2 separate regions of the Mus musculus genome follow, and region 2 is linked to region 1. The links are chromatin contacts, called in public Hi-C maps. All regions are on one chromosome and are shown on one strand. Each heading gives the region's core, a stretch centred on a gene start, on an enhancer-like site or on the middle of the called end of the contact. The rest is flanking DNA. Distances are from core to core; before and after follow the strand shown.

Region 1 (4,798 bases), core at 955-3,454:
TAAGGTTTTATAGCAAATTCTTTCTGTAAATTCTTTTCTGCTTCTTGGCTGCAGATGAGGCTTTTCATAGCTAGAGTGAGGGTGTATGGAGGAAGAAGGCAAAGGAAGGGTAAATAAAGACTCAGGTAGACTGCATGGAGTGATAGTTTACTCTTCTTCAGCCAAAGCCGAAGAGATACTGGAGCCCAAATTATAGATTAGGTAGATCTGCACGGACTGTGGAGAAAGGCAGATGACAGGGTTAGCAAGGGAACCTAATGGTATAGGGAGGGTAATCATGAACTCTTCCAAGTTTATCTCTCTGGGTCCTAAGCAACTCCTTAGCAACCAGGAGACTTTAGCAGGGATCAACTCTTAATTATGACTTAAATGTCTCAGCTCCTAGGGGTCCAGCTCCTTAGAGACACACGTTGAGATTTACAGGACTGCATAGGGTCTTTATTCTGTGAGTTGTTGAACATATTAATCTGAGGCTATAAACTCCAGATGGGGGCAAGAGCACTGCTTGCTTTTGTGCAGGGAATTTTGAAGGCTGTAGGCCGAGAGGAGGGTTGTGTCCTATACTTGCCAAACAAGCCACAGGTGGGGATTTTCATATCTTCTCTGGTGTCAGCCTGGCCTTGGGTATGAATGCTATGAATGTGGTCGTCTCTCTGCCTTCTCTCCACTCCTACCATGTGGCTCCCATGTGGCTCTCTTGAATTACACTGGGATGAGTCAGCAGGGCCTTTGGAAAGAAGGGGACGTTTTGCCCGTAGGGAGAATGGGTGGAGAGGAATGGGAGAAGCAGGGTTTGAACGGAATACTGCATCAGCTTAGTGTTCCGTGCACCCATGCCAGCATCCATTGTCCGATGTATTTTAAGGTGGTCTTCCTCTGGGTTTTTTGTCTTCACCTTCTGTACTGAGTGACTACATCACTTGCCAGTGTGGCCTGGAACATAATATCTCAGTTATCTTCAGATTTATTTGTGTGCCTTTGGGTACTCTGAACTTGTAGCACGCATCTTCCCTCATGCACTTGTGAATGAATGAAGCTGGAGAAAGAACCCAGTGTAACCTGTAGCTATTCTCTGAGTCCGTTGGACCCAGCAGTGCCCTGGTTGAGCTCTAAAATGATCCAACATTAAAGTGCTTGCCTCCTTCTCACCATGGGAGGGTGTGTGTGTGTCTCTCTTCTATATTCTAAGCTAGTTAAATGAAAAACAGGACTTCTGCTTCTTTTTGCTTACTTAAGTGTTGTTTTTCCAGGAGCACAGAAGGAAGTCACTCATGGAGGTTCAGAGGCAGGAGCAGAAAGCTGTTTCTCCACAGGGATCTTTGTACTGGGTCTCAGATGTTTTGGTGTGTAGGGGGGAGGGTGCGGGGGGGGGGGAGAATCTGGGTTTGTGCTTTGGATCGGTAGGGTGGAATCCAGTGGATGAAGTTGCTGACTATTGGCTGCCTGTCAGTCCTCTCATGACACAGGTGGCACTGTATAAGGTGGACAGGGTAACAGCTTGCAGGGACTCACTGCTGAGTCTCTTTTCCTATGGCTTCCTTCTGCCACCAGCCTGTAGCAGGTTGTGGTCTATCACAGACTTATCTGACTGCTGGCTTCCATTTTAGTAAGCCTGTGGGAAGAGGGAGAATAAAAGTAAATTAATAGTGCGGGGGGAAAAATTGAATATCACAGTATGAAGTCCTGTTAGGAGAAAAGTTGAAATTCCAAAGGGAAGACAGGGCAATAAGAGGGAAGGAAAGGTCTTTCTGTGTCTCCATGCATTTCAGCTCGTGGCCTCCCTTTTCTCCTTGGTGCTGGATTGAACCCAGATGCTGGACAAGAACACATGCTGGACGAGTGCTTTGGCCTTGAGAGACACCCCCAGCCCCGTGTCTTAGTCCCTTTATTCTGCTCCAAGGGAGCGAGCTAGGGAACTTAACCATAGAAGAGCTCTGTTGTAGTGTCACCAGCCGTGGTTAATGAACAGATGTCTTGGGAGCCGTAACATTGATCTCTATTGTTTGGCTGATTTATCCTTGGCATCCCCGGAAGAGGCCTTAATCACCTCTCAGGTCTACCCATCTCAGAGGGGACTACGGAGGGCAAGCCAGTTCTACACTTGGCGAAAGAGACCTGTTAGATTGAGAGGGAGCAGGATGAGCAAAAGAATAGCTCATTCCTCAGCAGGCAGCCTTTGTGGTGACCTCATCTTCCTCCTAGCTCTGGTCCAGTTGGAGCTATGCATACAGGGCAGACTTCCAGTTCCTCCTGTCTGGGACTCACAGGGGCAGATATAAATAGACCAAGACTTTGTCTGTAACCATTGTTCTCTGGCTGCCCATTGTTTCTGGTGCTGAAGCCTACCCCCTCCCACCACCATTGCTCCTGCCCCCGACTCACTCTCACTGTGCAGAAGTTTGAATTTCAGCCTGGCTATTTTCATTTGCACTTGTCTGGTGCTTGGGGAGACCAGAGGAGAGAAACAGCCTACAGTGTAGATCAGCTGAATTATAAGCCTCCTATTTTGATGCCAGCAATGGTTTTGTCTGAGTCTTTCCTGGATATATTTGTGGTCCAGACAAAGATATGTGGATGTGTCGATAGTTGAATCAGGAGGATTTGTAAGGGGTTCAGCAACTGTCCCCATGATTAATGCTCCTGTGTCAGAGTAATGCACGGTCTGTGGTGTTATATTATAGGGCTCAGTACTTGGCCATTGCCTCTTCGGTGTTTTTTTTTTTTTTTTTTTTTTTTTTCATAAGGAGCTTAGACTAGAGAAAGATGCAGAAAGCATTTTTAGTAAGGTGCAGATGGTGCAAAGGTTGAGATGGATAGCTAATAGGGTAGATTTAAAAAAGATTTTTACATGGGGAATTACGGTTCAAAACAGTGGCATTTGCTATAGATAGATCAATAAAGGCCAAGGCTATAGGTGTGGGACTGGCTATGTGAGTTTGTCTAGAGGAGGGCTGGTAGTGTCTTTTGTCTTTTGCTTAGTAGTTGCTATGTTCTCACTTTTAGGCAACCATCTCATCGGTCTCAGTTTACCCTGCTTGTTGGATGTTCTCTATGGAGGTGTATGATGCTCCTTAGGGGGTACAGACATGCAAGACTGCTTTTAGGGGGAACAAGAGGCCACTGTGAATGATTGCATTAAACGGGGAGTTTAAAAAGCTGGACAGAGGGGTTATCAAGCAGGAAGGATAAAAGCTGAAAACCTGCTAGCCGAAGGATCAGTAATGCAAGGGCTTTGACTGACAGAGCCAGGTCTGAAGGACACAGCTCCTAAGCAGGCATCCTTTGACAAAATGTGTATGATAGTTCTTCTCATAGCCATCACGTCTTATGAATGAATTGAAAGGCTCACAAAGTAGGGCACAGCTGGGTATCTTAAGCCAGATGACAGTTAGAGAAGAGAATGCCAATTTTCACCCGGGTTCTGCCTCTCCTTTGCTCGTCACTCCTTGTCATTCTTGAGAAGCTTAGGTCCCTGCTATGTGGACAGTCTGTTGCATGTGGCGCCATGTTGTGCGCCCGCGTGGCCTCGCCTGGGAAAGTGGGGTTGCTCATTTTGTGTCACAGTTTTCCTGCTTTGGATACAGGCAGTTGGGCTGTGTGGATGTGTGTGAATATGCATCTTCCTTCTCAGCCCGGATTTATTTATTAAAAGAAAAACACATCTGCATAAAAAAGCCTCAGAACACAGGAAGAATGTCTACTTTGTTTTTCTTTCTGTAGCATCAAGACACGCGGGGTTTTGGCTTCCTCTGAGGGATTTTGAAGACTGGCTTTCATCTCAAACGAGCCCCCCCCCCCATTGGAAAATTGTCCTTTTTAAGGGGAGGAGGGGTTACATGTATTTATATAATTTTTAAATAAATAAGAAAATTGGGAAGAGAAGTTCCTTTCAAACTTCATGGAAAATATTCCATTCTGAATTGGGAGTAAGTCGCTGCATCTCCTTAGCTCCTTCCACTTGGCCTCCTGCCTCTGTCCTGGCCCTGTCCTCCTTGCTGTCTCCTCTGCCTCCTCTCCTGCTGTCTCTTCCCAGACAGGCCCCAGTTCAGCTCTCTCAGGCCATCTTCCTCAGCTAGCTGTGAGCCACTGAACGCTCCCTGGAAGAGGCCTGGCTCTGTGTTTGTTTCCTGCGTGGGAGGGAGAGGCAGGCCTTGAGAAAACAGTTCAAAAGTGCAGAAAAACTACCTCTTCCAGCCTAAATAAACCGGCTTTGCTCCATTTGTTTGCCCAGATTTTTCCTTTGCCCATGGAGAAAACGTTTCATCTTCTACCTCTCCTGGCTTCGCTTTCCTGGGGGAGGGGATCCCTAGCCCCCCTTCTTCATGCTTGCTGTAGGCTCTGAGCCAGTAGTGGGAGCAGGTCACTTTTGGGGAGGGCGTGCAGTGGTGCGGTGACATGGGGGAACCTGGAGCCACATGCTGCAGCTGCTGTGTACTATCTCTGGGACCAAGATCTACTTTTCTCCAGAAAGAACTTCCTTCACAATTACATTTGGAAAGAAACATCCTACATCCATGTCTGTTTACAAACAGACCCAGAGGGGGAATACCTACCTTTTGTGTCCAGATCTCTGGACTTGAGTATTTGGTTACATCACTTTCCTGTCCTCAGGGTGGTGAAATAACCGAGGTAGCCTCTGTGAGCCTCCAGTTCCTCACCTGAAGAGTGGAGGAAATGATACTAAAAAACACCTGAGAAAATAACTTTCTAAAATGTAAAACTCTGCTTAATATGCAGTGGTGGTAATTATAGGTAGGAAGCCAGTGAAATTAAAATAAGTTGATTATTTTAATAACCC
Region 2 (4,409 bases), core at 330-2,829, 110 kb after region 1:
CGAGTAGAGAGCTCCCTATGGCAATAGTGATGGGTTGTGTAAGAATGACATGGTCATGTGGAAGATCTTACTAATTTCACATTAAAAGATCATCATCAACAAACCAGAGTATGTTTAAACACACCACATATGCTCACTGTACACACACACACACACACACACACACACAGTCTAGCCAAGAACCTCACAAAAAAGTAACTAAGGAAGATTGGAAGAAATGAAAAGACAGAACAGAAAAGAGTCCTCTCATTCATGGTCTTTGATACTTACATGAGACAACAATGAGCACAATTACAAGCATACAATAACGAGCAGAAAGACATCAGGCAGCCACTGAGAGAGCCCAGAAGGTCATAAGCAGCTCAGTGGGGACAAATGAGAGTGAGAGCTACTTTGGGCTTAATGTTATGAAGGGAAACTCCAAAAGAACAGGGGATTTTGTTGTATGTTTGTTTATTGGTTTTCTTTAGGGTCTAGGAACAGAGCTTGAGCACTTAGTTTTTACTAAACATTTACTGAATGCATGAGTAATGGTTTGTCAAATAGTTAGAGCTGCTTTAAAATTGACTGGGATACCTTAGGAAGTAATGAGTCCTTCATGCCTGGAATTAACCAGACACGATTTTTGGTGAGATGTGATACAACACACTCCAACATGGAGTGGAAGCTTGACTAGGTGACCTTCAAGGTCTATGCCAACCTCAAGATTTAATTATTAAATAAATCATAGATGGGACCAGTCCCCAGAAAACAATCACAGGCTTGATGCCCTTCCAAACAGTCTCTTGACAATTCATTTATCCCCTAACACCCCATGCCCCACTCTGAGTGTTGATTCTAATGGACCCTTGGATTGCAGAGGGATTTATTCATTAATTGAATGATTGTGGTGACCTCCTGCTGATCTGGCAAGGGCACAGCTTTCAGCTCATACTTCTATCAGTTTTTAAGAGTGTCCGGGATAGAGGCTGGCAGGCATCAAGAGCAGGGAAGGATACAGTTTCCACTGGGAATCCAGGCTTGAGGTATCCCTCCTCCCGCTGCCCATCACCCTTCCCATCACAGCGAGTACAAGTTCCAAAGCTCTGGCCTCTCCTGCTTGGCTCCTTCTGGTCCATACATCCCGCCCCCATACTCTTTTTTTTTACACAAGCCGGAACTGAATTCCCTGAGCCCCTAACTGGTGTGTAGACTCAGAGCATAAACACGATCGCTGGCATTAATCACAGTTAATAGAAACCAGAGATGAGCTGTCACAGAGCTGGCTGGCCTGTTGCTGAGTCAATGCAACCTTTTAAAAACACACCAAGAAATACACACACGGGCTGGGAACAGAGCATGAAAGAAATTCCAAGGAATATTTCCCTTCTTTTGTTTTTTTTTCTGCTTTTCTTCTTTTAATTATGCAGGAATCCACTCACCAGAAAAACATAAAGAATTAAAAATAGGCTCAGACTTCTGAAGATCTGCAGTAGAAGAGTACACGGAGAAGAAAGCATCTTTTTATTACAGGCCGCTCTTACAACAAGAGGTTTAACTATTTCAATATGAGAAATACGCATGGTCCATCTGGTGGCTAGCTCATCGTTGTAGCTGCTGTTCTCAGCAGCATGTGGCTGGCATAGCTTGTTAAACAGTGAACTCGTACTGTTGGCTTGGAGTTCAAAATTGACTGAGTTCCTTTACGATTTCTGAGTCATTGGGTAGTTTCTCTTATTCCTAAATTTAATTAGCTCACCTGCATGAAGAGAATAGGGACATTCAGAATACTGGATTGTAATGACGATTTAATGACATAATCATTTATTCAGCCCAGACACTTATATATATACACAGTATATGATAAACGTTAATTGATTCTGGATTTGGTTATGCAACTGACACCATCCAAGACCGAAAACCTAATTGCCAGTGAAGTATATGCATGTATTTGTGTGTTTTATGTATGTATATATAAAACATTAGCCAAGTATATGTGTGTGTGTGTGTGTGTGTGTGGTGTGTAAAAACTAGAGGCAACTTATCTTTATCTGGACTCTCATCAGCATAAGTTATGTTATCATCCTACTAGTCTTTAAGTATTTATTCAGTTTCTAATCAACACCCTGGACTAATGGCCTCATGACTTTCATGTTTATTTTTTCTTACCTGTGAGACCCCCAAAAATATTTCTATTGCTTAATTAGTATGAATAGAGCAAAGAAGGTAAGTATTTTTTTCTCATCTCATCCAGGGTCTGCTTTGAGTGAAGTTTGGAGGAACACAGATTTTTGTTGCTTGGATTACAACACCTTTGCTAGAATGGAGCTGGGTTTGCCTAACACTCTCTGTTAAACCTTGAGCTCACTGTGTGTTGAGTGTTAAATGTGAGACATAGTCCACATGGTTAGGATAACCATTTTATAACTCACTGTTCAAAGCAGAAACCTTCTGACTGGAAGAGGGGACACTACAATAAATATTCTGCAGGAATATGTATAAATAGGTCCAGTGGAAAATCCAAGACACATGTCTTCCTAACAGAAGCAAGCTGCTCTGAGAGCTGTCTGGGATCTTAGAATACCAGGGAGCCAGTTCTTCACAAGTGCTCTTCTCACTGGCTTTGAACTTACTGCCTGGGGTCTCTTGTGGATTCTTTTTTCTGTTTTTCTTCTTGCTTGCTTTGAGGCAGGTTCTCATCCTATATCCTTATTTGGCTTGGAACGCACCATGTAGACAAGGTTGGCCTTAAACTCAGGGAGATTCACCCGATTCTGCCTTTCTAATGCCGGAATTAATGGCCTGTGCCATTGTGCCCGGCTTCTTTCAGGGATTCTCAGCTTTGATTCATGGACATGAGATCATTTGGAGTCAACCAATCACATTTAGGTATATGTCGCGCTCCGTAGCCCATGTGCTGAGGCCAGGTGTGAGTATAATCATCATTGATTGCTGAACGATTTGTATTTTCCCAGTCTATATAACTTAGACCAGAGTTGTGTGAAGCTACACAGATAATCATACAAAACATTTCTTAAAGTTCCCGTACATGACAAACTTTCTGAGGTAAACACAGCTATTTCTCTAATAGTGGTTTTTGGAGAAAACAATTTGAAAGTTTTGAATCAAATTTCTTATACTACTCACATCTTTAATATCCACTCTACGGCTTTGGTGACAGTTAGTATGGTGGTTTGTCACACCACAGGTCCTTATCTATGCTCCAGAAAACTGCTTAATGTGGCATTGTATGAAATAATGGAAACAAAAGATCTGAGAATTAATAGTAGTTTTTGTTTGTGTGTGCGTGCATGTACACATGCATGCATCTGCATGTGTGTGTGTGTATATAAGCATGCACTTGCATGTGTGTGTGTACATGAGCATGCACCTGTGTATGTGCATGAGTATGCACCTGTATGTGTGTGCGTGTAAATGAGTATGCATCTGCATGTGTGTTTGTGTGTACATGACCATGTACCTGCATGTGTGTGTCTGTAAATGAGTATGCACCTGCATGTGTGTGTGTCCATGAGCATGCACCTGTGTGTGTGTACATGAGCAAGCACCTGTATGTGTGTGTATACATGAGCATGCACCTGTGTGTGTGTGTGTGTGTGTGTGTGTGTGTGTGTGTGTGTGTTATTACCCAAAATTTTCACTGTATATATTTCTCTTGGCTTGGAATGAATTTCTTAACTTTTCTAGGCTTCAGAATTTTCTCTGTAGATTTTTACTCTTCTTATAGATTTATCCATGAGTGGAATTGCTGGATTGTTTAACAAATGTACTTAAGCTTCTGAAGAACGTGTAGATTTTTCCAAATTATTTAACCCCATTTTGTCTTCCCACTAATGATGGATGATGGCTATGGTTTATCTACACCTCACCAAAACACAGTATCTGAATTTCTTGCTCCAGTATCCAAGTGGGAAGGAAATAGTATCTCACTATGGTTTGTGTTTACATGCATTTCCCTGATTATTTCTGAAATTAATCTTATAAGCTTCTGATTGGTTTTCGAGATGCTAGACTAGCACAATTATGTTGAGCATTCATAACCAGAAGACTGAGTGAAAAATGAACAAAGAAAGTCATAGGAAAAGTCCAGCCAATGGGGAAAATGTGACTAGCAGAGTCTGGACAACGCAGGGAGCTGTGTGTCCCTGCAAAGTTCAAATTGAGTGTAAGCATTTGGTCTCTCTAGACCTGAGCTTCTGCTTCCAGATGGCTGCTGTCCATCAGTGGTCACCACATTAATGGACTGTGCCCAGTCCAACACCTCCATCCTTTCTCCAAGGATTTGTTTGTCTAATGGTTCTTGACTAACACGACACAGAGACTCACATCTCTTTTGAAAGGATATCCATTTTTCATGACCTCAGTGTCTGTCTCATGTGGCATTTTACTTTATCAAATGGATTGTGTGA

Evidence for each region. A called contact is a pair of places that touch in the nucleus more often than the background predicts.
Region 2: a Hi-C map of embryonic fibroblasts shows a contact between it and region 1, with 2.3 times the contacts expected there. The contact joins two enhancer-like sites. A contact is called at or near these places in 9 of 484 Hi-C or Micro-C datasets (3T3-L1-derived adipocytes, the C2C12 cell line, embryonic fibroblasts and 4 more) and 3 of 115 datasets of contacts at active chromatin or transcription factors (double positive thymocytes, fibro-adipogenic progenitors and large pre-B cells).

Annotation. Positions count from the first base shown.
Region 1 is chr9:32,714,022-32,718,819 of GRCm38.p6, forward strand. The region is part of intron 3 of Ets1 (E26 avian leukemia oncogene 1, 5' domain); the gene reads left to right. Among named protein-coding and RNA genes, the nearest start is that of Gm3331, 67 kb to the right of the region's middle. Within about 2 kb of position 2,205, at least 115 of the 459 cell types and tissues checked have an H3K27ac peak or open chromatin away from gene starts, as enhancers often do. A contact at or near this core is called in the C2C12 cell line, embryonic fibroblasts, fibro-adipogenic progenitors and 1 more, where this site is marked.
Region 2 is chr9:32,822,787-32,827,195 of GRCm38.p6, forward strand. The region is part of intron 2 of Gm3331 (a long non-coding RNA gene); the gene reads left to right. Among named protein-coding and RNA genes, the nearest start is that of Gm3331, 42 kb to the left of the region's middle. Within about 2 kb of position 1,580, at least 53 of the 459 cell types and tissues checked have an H3K27ac peak or open chromatin away from gene starts, as enhancers often do. A contact at or near this core is called in the C2C12 cell line, embryonic fibroblasts, fibro-adipogenic progenitors and 1 more, where this site is marked.